Regions from separate parts of the Mus musculus genome. Here region 1 is linked to region 2. A link is a contact called in public HiChIP or PLAC-seq data. All regions are on one chromosome and are shown on one strand. Each heading gives the region's core, a stretch centred on a gene start, on an enhancer-like site or on the middle of the called end of the contact. The rest is flanking DNA. Distances are from core to core; before and after follow the strand shown.

Evidence for each region. HiChIP or PLAC-seq counts read pairs in DNA pulled down with a chosen protein or histone mark.
Region 1: a contact with region 2 is called in an H3K27ac HiChIP or PLAC-seq map of embryonic stem cells, with 7 times the contacts expected there. The contact joins two enhancer-like sites. A contact is called at or near these places in 1 of 39 promoter capture datasets (pre-B cells) and 4 of 115 datasets of contacts at active chromatin or transcription factors (all in embryonic stem cells).

What each region holds. Positions count from the first base shown.
Region 1 is chr6:143,106,233-143,109,422 of GRCm38.p6, reverse strand. It overlaps Gm31108 (predicted gene, 31108), which reads left to right. Exons shown (of 9, transcript NR_153819.1): 9 at 61-209. Among named protein-coding and RNA genes, the nearest start is that of C2cd5, 7.7 kb to the right of the region's middle. Within about 2 kb of position 1,357, at least 26 of the 459 cell types and tissues checked have an H3K27ac peak or open chromatin away from gene starts, as enhancers often do. A contact at or near this core is called in embryonic stem cells, where this site is marked.
Region 2 is chr6:140,601,776-140,604,957 of GRCm38.p6, reverse strand. No RefSeq gene overlaps it. Among named protein-coding and RNA genes, the nearest start is that of Aebp2, 20 kb to the left of the region's middle. Within about 2 kb of position 1,292, at least 21 of the 459 cell types and tissues checked have an H3K27ac peak or open chromatin away from gene starts, as enhancers often do. A contact at or near this core is called in embryonic stem cells, where this site is marked.

The sequences.
Region 1 (3,190 bases), core at 108-2,607, 2.5 Mb before region 2:
GTGTGTGTGTGTGTATGAAAATATCACAGTAAAACCCATTTTTTTTTGCATGCTAATCAGAAATGGAAGGAAGGAAGAAGAGGGAGAGAGAAAATGCAAGCCATCTCGGGACAGCGTAGACAGAGCACCTACCCAGCCTGTCAGGGTTTGGTTTTAATCCCCATCTCTGCGAAAAACAACCAACACATTAAAAATAATTATTATGGTGTACACCTGTAGCCCTAGGACTTGGAAGGAAAAAAAAACCAAAACAAAAACCAGGAGCTCAAGGTCAGGTTCACCTAAACTGTTTTAAATATCAAAGAAAAGTGCATTCTACTCTTGTTGCGGAACACCTGGGTTTTGTTTCCAATCTCCAAGTGGTGGCTCACAAGTACCTATAACTACAGTTCCAGGGGAGCTGATGGTCTCTGGCCTCTGTGGGCATTGCACACACACACACACACACACACACACACACACACACGATGCACATACATACATACATACATACATGCAGGCAAAACATACACATAAGAATAAATCTAAAACGTATCATAACAAGAACTGAGGGGGTGATGAGGTGTTTCTGTCATTTTGTTTTAGTCTAGACCCTGAATAAATTGCAAAGGAAGAACTCTATTGGATACCCTTTTAGGCCCCATGGTTGGAGAAGGTAACCTTGCAAGGCACCGGTGGGTCTCCCTGCTCTCGTGGATCATCAGCAATTCGGTTATCTGCCTTAATAGGTGATTGAAGGCTTATAAAGTTTTGGGGGACAGAGGGCAGGAACATCCTGGATGGGCAAAGAGCATTGGCTGGGGGCTAAGGGTACCTGGCGTACCTCATTAGCGTGGGGAAGCATTTCTGGAATCTCAGGTGCTGACTGAAAAGGTTTTGTCAGGAGAAAGGAAATTGATCCTGATAGCTTACCGGGGAAACTCCTGAGTGAACCACGAGGAGCCGGAATTGATGCAAAAAGCAAGAGGAACTTATGGTTCCCAGGCACTGGGGTTTTCATATGTAAGTTTTTATGTAGTTTCCAGGGGCAGACTAGAGCATTGGCAACTAAGCACAATAATTGGCGGAACAGTGCACTCTTTAAACTGATTGGTCTTTAGGGAATGAGGCGACAAGGACTTCCCTTGTCTGAAGGTGGGCAACAGTCGGTCCTGCGGAACGTGTTCCCCACCCGCAGGTCGTTCCCGCCTCGCGGTCTGAGAAATGTTAATTAGCCTCTCCCTTCCGGAGGGGCAAGGGTTTCATGACCTTCCCAAAGTTCCTAAGCTGACCTTTTCACTTATAAACTAGTTGAGGCTAAGGGACATTGCTCGGGCAGAGGGAAGTATGGAGGCTTAGAACCACGAGGAGGTCTGAGAAGGAGCAACTCTGCCAGAGAAGGGAGTCTCCCATATTGCGCTGAGCCCAGAGGCTATGTGGTCATAGTGGACTTGGATGAGCAGAGTTTTCCCATAGGCAAGGAGTGACTCTGTCCAGATTCTGGGTCAACAATGAAAGCAAGTTCTACTTGAAGACACCTTCAGCATCAGGCAGCAAAACAAAGGGACAGGAGGCTGTGCAACTGACAAACCAGCCCACAGAAGCATCATCACGTGAGCTTCACCTTCTACGTGTTGAAGTGGTCAGGACAAGTCAGAAGGGTTGGATAACTTCAGGGAACCCAATGTGTTCAAAGCGTTCAAAGCAGGCCTCCTTGCTCTGGTGTCTTTCTGCGGGTCAGTAGGACCTCCTGTAGCTCAGTTTGGCCTTGAGATTCCTGTGTAGACAGGATTACCTTGAACTCCTGATCCTCCTGCCAGTACCTCCTGAGGGTGGCGATTACTGGTGCGCACCACCGCGTCCAGTTTACGTGGCACCAGGGACCAATCCCAGAGCAAGCGCTCTGCCCACTGAACCACGTTGCCAGCCTTGGGCTAGTCATCTTGGCTTTCCGACTGTCTCGTTCTTACCACTCCGCCGCTGCTTAACTCCGTTTGATTTTCACGGAGGACAAGATAGCTCCACGATTTCTTCTCAGCCTTCCCAGTTGTGTTTGCACTAACTTTGCTTTTTGTTTTCAGTTTCCAGTTTATCCTGAAAGCTCACATGATGGTCACTGTAAAACACTGCGACCTTACTAGAGGTCCCCTACCCCCACTGCCTTCTTAGATTCTGTCTTGAATCACCACCACCCCCGCTCAGTTCTGCCTGTCCTGTTATTTTTCCGGACATTACTTTTCTTCCTTCCAAGTCACCAACTTTCTGCACAAATCCCAATTCTGCCCAAATTAACTTTGTTGTTTCTAGTCTAGGCCATTTTACTCTAGATTATATTTAAACTGAATTTTCCTTGTTCAGATTTTGATTATATCAAAAATGTCCAGCTGAGAGGCTGGAGGGATAATTCAATGGTTAAGGGCATGCACTGCTCTCTGTCTCCCAACAGAAACAACGGATGGCTCACAAGTGCCTATAACTTCAGGTGCAGGCGATCCAGACCCCTCTGGCCCCTCTGGGCACATGTACACACATGGTGCACATACACTCATGCAAGTACACATACAGACAAGTAAATACAATATTTTCAAAATGTCTAGCTCAAATTCTGTCCTCTTTTTAAGAACCTGGACCTCAACATGCCCCTGCCTCAGCCCCCTGAGTGCTGAAGCGCTGGGGTATATTGTATACCTGCACCCTGCATTTCTGTCCTTCAAATTCTACCTTTGATGTGAGGGTTCTGCCACAATTATTCTCAGATGATGATGATGATTTTAGTTAAGGTTTTTCTGCTGTGAACAGACACTATGACCAAGGCAACTCTTATAAGTACATCTAATTGGGGCTGGCTTACAGGTTCAGAGGTTAAGTTCATTATCATCAAGGCAGGAACATGGCAGCATTCAGGTAGGCATGGTGCAAGAGGAGCAGAGAGTTCTACGTCTTCATCTGAAGGCTGCCAGGAGAAGACTGGCTTTCAGGGAGCTAGGACAAGGGTCTTAAGCCCATGCCCACAGTGACACACCTACTCTAACAAGGCCACACCTCCAAATAGTTCCATTCTCTGGGCCAAGCATATTCAAACCATAACAGGGGCAGTAAGAGTTGGGTCAACTTTGAATAGGGTTACCTTAAGGTAGGGGAAACAAGATCAACAGTGAACTAATTGTGCCTAGTTTTGTTTTTCCCTAGAGAAAGATATCAAACCCTGAGC
Region 2 (3,182 bases), core at 43-2,542:
GCCTGCTTTTGCTTGTAAATTGTATCTGCTTGAGACAGGAGCTCACACTGTAGCCCAGATTGGCCTGAAACTTGGGACGAAGCTTCTGATTTAGTTTCCTGGGCTCTAGGATTAGACGAGTGAGCCATCTTTTTTTATATCTAAACGTGTAAGTGAGGAGCTGATGAGGTGGCCCTGAGGTTTTAAAAGCCCTCAGTGCTCTCTTGGAGGGCTGGATTTTGGATCCTAGCACCCATGTCAAGCACAGAATGATACCTGGAACACCAGTCTCTAGTGGATCTGATGTCCTCTTCTGGATCTTGTAGGTGCCTGCACACATGTGGCACAGACACGCTTACATACATGTTTTAAATGAAATACACATTGGGACAAGCAAGTTATCTGTTTTCTCCATGGCTCTGAGTCCCTTGGTATTCTGTCTGGACTCCACTCCCTCAGTTACCTGGCAACATCCAGGTAGGCCTGGTCTACTATAAAAGGGGTTGCTTGCCTCTTCTCTCTCTCTTACTCTTGCTTTCTTGCCTCTTGCCCCCCTTGCTCCCCCTCTCATCATTCCCTTCCCCCTCTCTCCACCTGGTCATGGCCGGCCTCTACTTCTCTACTCTCTCCTTCTCTCTGCCTTTCTCTGCCTCTACTACCCTCTTATGTCCCCTCCCCATGCCCTGAATAAACTATTCTATACTGTATCATCTTGTGGCTGGTCCCTCAGGGGAAAGGATGCCTTGTCATGGGCCAGTGAGGCACTCCTTTCCCCCATACCCCCCGACTCCCATAGAACATATTCTTATATTTCTTTCTCTTTTTATGATTACAACGGAGCCCATGTCCAGTTAATAAGTCTTTGTCTGTGTTAGATGGCTGCTGGGAAGTGAGGGGTATTTGGAGTTTTAGAGCCAAGGTGTAACCCAAAAGTCCTGCCAGCCGATTCTGGAAAGCTATTCCCCACCCCCAAGTGTGTGTGTGTGTGTGTGTGTGTGTGTGTGTGTGTGTGTATGTATGTATGTGTGCTTGTGGGTCCACATAGTCTCTCCTCTGGGCTAGGCCAACTCTTAGCTTTCCTTTTCCTCCTTCTGAAGCATGGGACTGTGGGTGTGGGCTACCATGCACCATCCCAGAGCAGTCCCTCCAGCTGAAAGCTCTCCCGTTCAGCCTGTCTGCAAGGCTGAGCTTCACAAATGGATAATTTGTCATCCTTGCAGGCAAGATCCAGCAGGCAACAGAGAGAGCCAGGTTCGTGCATGGAGTATGTCAGGCAGGGTGGAGCCCCTGAGGGCTACAGAGTTTGTTAGAGAAAGTGGCTTTGGCCAGGCTCTCTTTAGAAACGCAGCCAGCCCATTATCCTCTCCTCTACCTGAGACATAGTAACAAGCAACAGAAAGCCAAGGTTTTGTCAATGCCAGCATTCTTCCCGCAGGAGCTAATCTCCCTTTTATTAAGCCGCTCCTGGGGGTCTGCTCAGGCTAAAATGGGAATGAAAGATTAACATTAAAAAAGAAACACAAGAGCCCCTTAAATGGCCCAGTGGGTGAAGCCTGGGAACCGACAGGTTGCCCTTTGACCTCTCCATTCACGTGCCACTCTTCCCCACCCCCCAAATGCCATCAAGATAGCTCAGTCTGTAAAGGCATCAGCCATCAAGTCTGATGATGGGAGTTCAATTCCTAGAACGCAGGGGATGGAAGGAGGGAAGAGAAACAGGAAACAGTTTTTTCAATAGTTTACCTAAAAGACATCGGAATCTCTGTAAGACAGAACCCGGGCGTTCTACATATTCATAACCTGTGTGTGTGTGTGTGTGTGTGTGTGTGTGTGTGTGTGTGTGTGTGTGCGTGTGAAAATGGGAAAGACATTCTGAAATGCCTTTCCTTCTCCACTGACCTACCACTCAATCAGTGGAGAACTCTGAGAAACTTCCGCTGGCCCTGTGGTTTCCTAACCCTGGAACTGTAGAGGTTGGGGTGCCCCTCAACTTCCAGACACATTCGTTTATTTTGAGACTTAGAAGACAATCTAAGTGGCTGGATATTAACCTGTTTTTATTTTGCTCTTCCTTCTCCTTCTTCCTCCTCTGCCTCTCCCTTCGTCCTCCTTCCTCCTCTTTCCTCTTTCTTAAGCTTGAGACAGGAGACAGTTTTTGTGTGTGTGTGTGTGTGTGTGTGTGTGTGTGTGTGTGTGTGTGTGTGACCCTGGCTGTTCTGAAACTATCTCTGTAGATGAGGCTGGCCTCGAACTCACATGAGATCCTCCTGCCTCTGCCTCCCCAGTGCTGGGATTAAAGACATAAACTACCATCTTCTGGTTCAATTTCTACTATCTAAAAAGATTTAGGTACGGGCAGTGGTGGAGCATGGGAGTTAGAGGCAGGCGGACTTCTGAGTTCAAGGACAGCCTGGTGTACAGAGTGAGTTCCAGGGATAGCCAGGGCTACACAGAGAAACCCTGTCTCAAAAAACAAAACAAGCAAACAAAGATTTAGGTAACGCCAGCAGATGGGATGATGGCATGGTCTGAGCTCCTCCTCCACATAACACAATTCATTTACAATTTCTTCGTGGCTCTGACTTGCTTCCCTCCTCAGAGCTGGAATTTGCACCACCATTCCTGCTGGGCTTTCTAAGCTTGTACCTATTCCTGAGAGCATAGAGCCTTATGCTTTCGGCCTACTGTAGAATTCTTCTTCCCTATGCTTTCGGCTTGCTGTGTTTCTACCTCTCCAAACCTGGAAAATCCTCCTTGTATCTGTAACAATTAAGAGGGAAAAGCATTCAGATGGTCTTTCCCATTCTCTCTCTCTCTCTCTCTCTCTCACACACACACACACACACACACACACACACACAAACACCCACACACACACAGGTAACGGGTATGTAGACCACTGGGTTCAGTCTTACAAATGTCTTTTGGGGGGCAAGGAGGCAAAGTGAGAAATACTGAGAAACTATCTCTCATGCGTATGCTGTCCTACTCTAGTGAAAAAGCTGGCTCTGGAGTTAGAATTTGGCCTGCCTGCTCCAGATCCAATCATGTTTGCTTGAAAATTCCTCCAGAGTATGTGTCCTGGGTGAGGCGGGCAGGCTGTGAGAGACCTCTGAGACCATTACCGGCCAGCTGAGTACCGTTCCGCTCTGAGCGAAGCAAGAAGGCAGTTCAGTTCTACTAAGTACCCAGTGTTGGTTAAG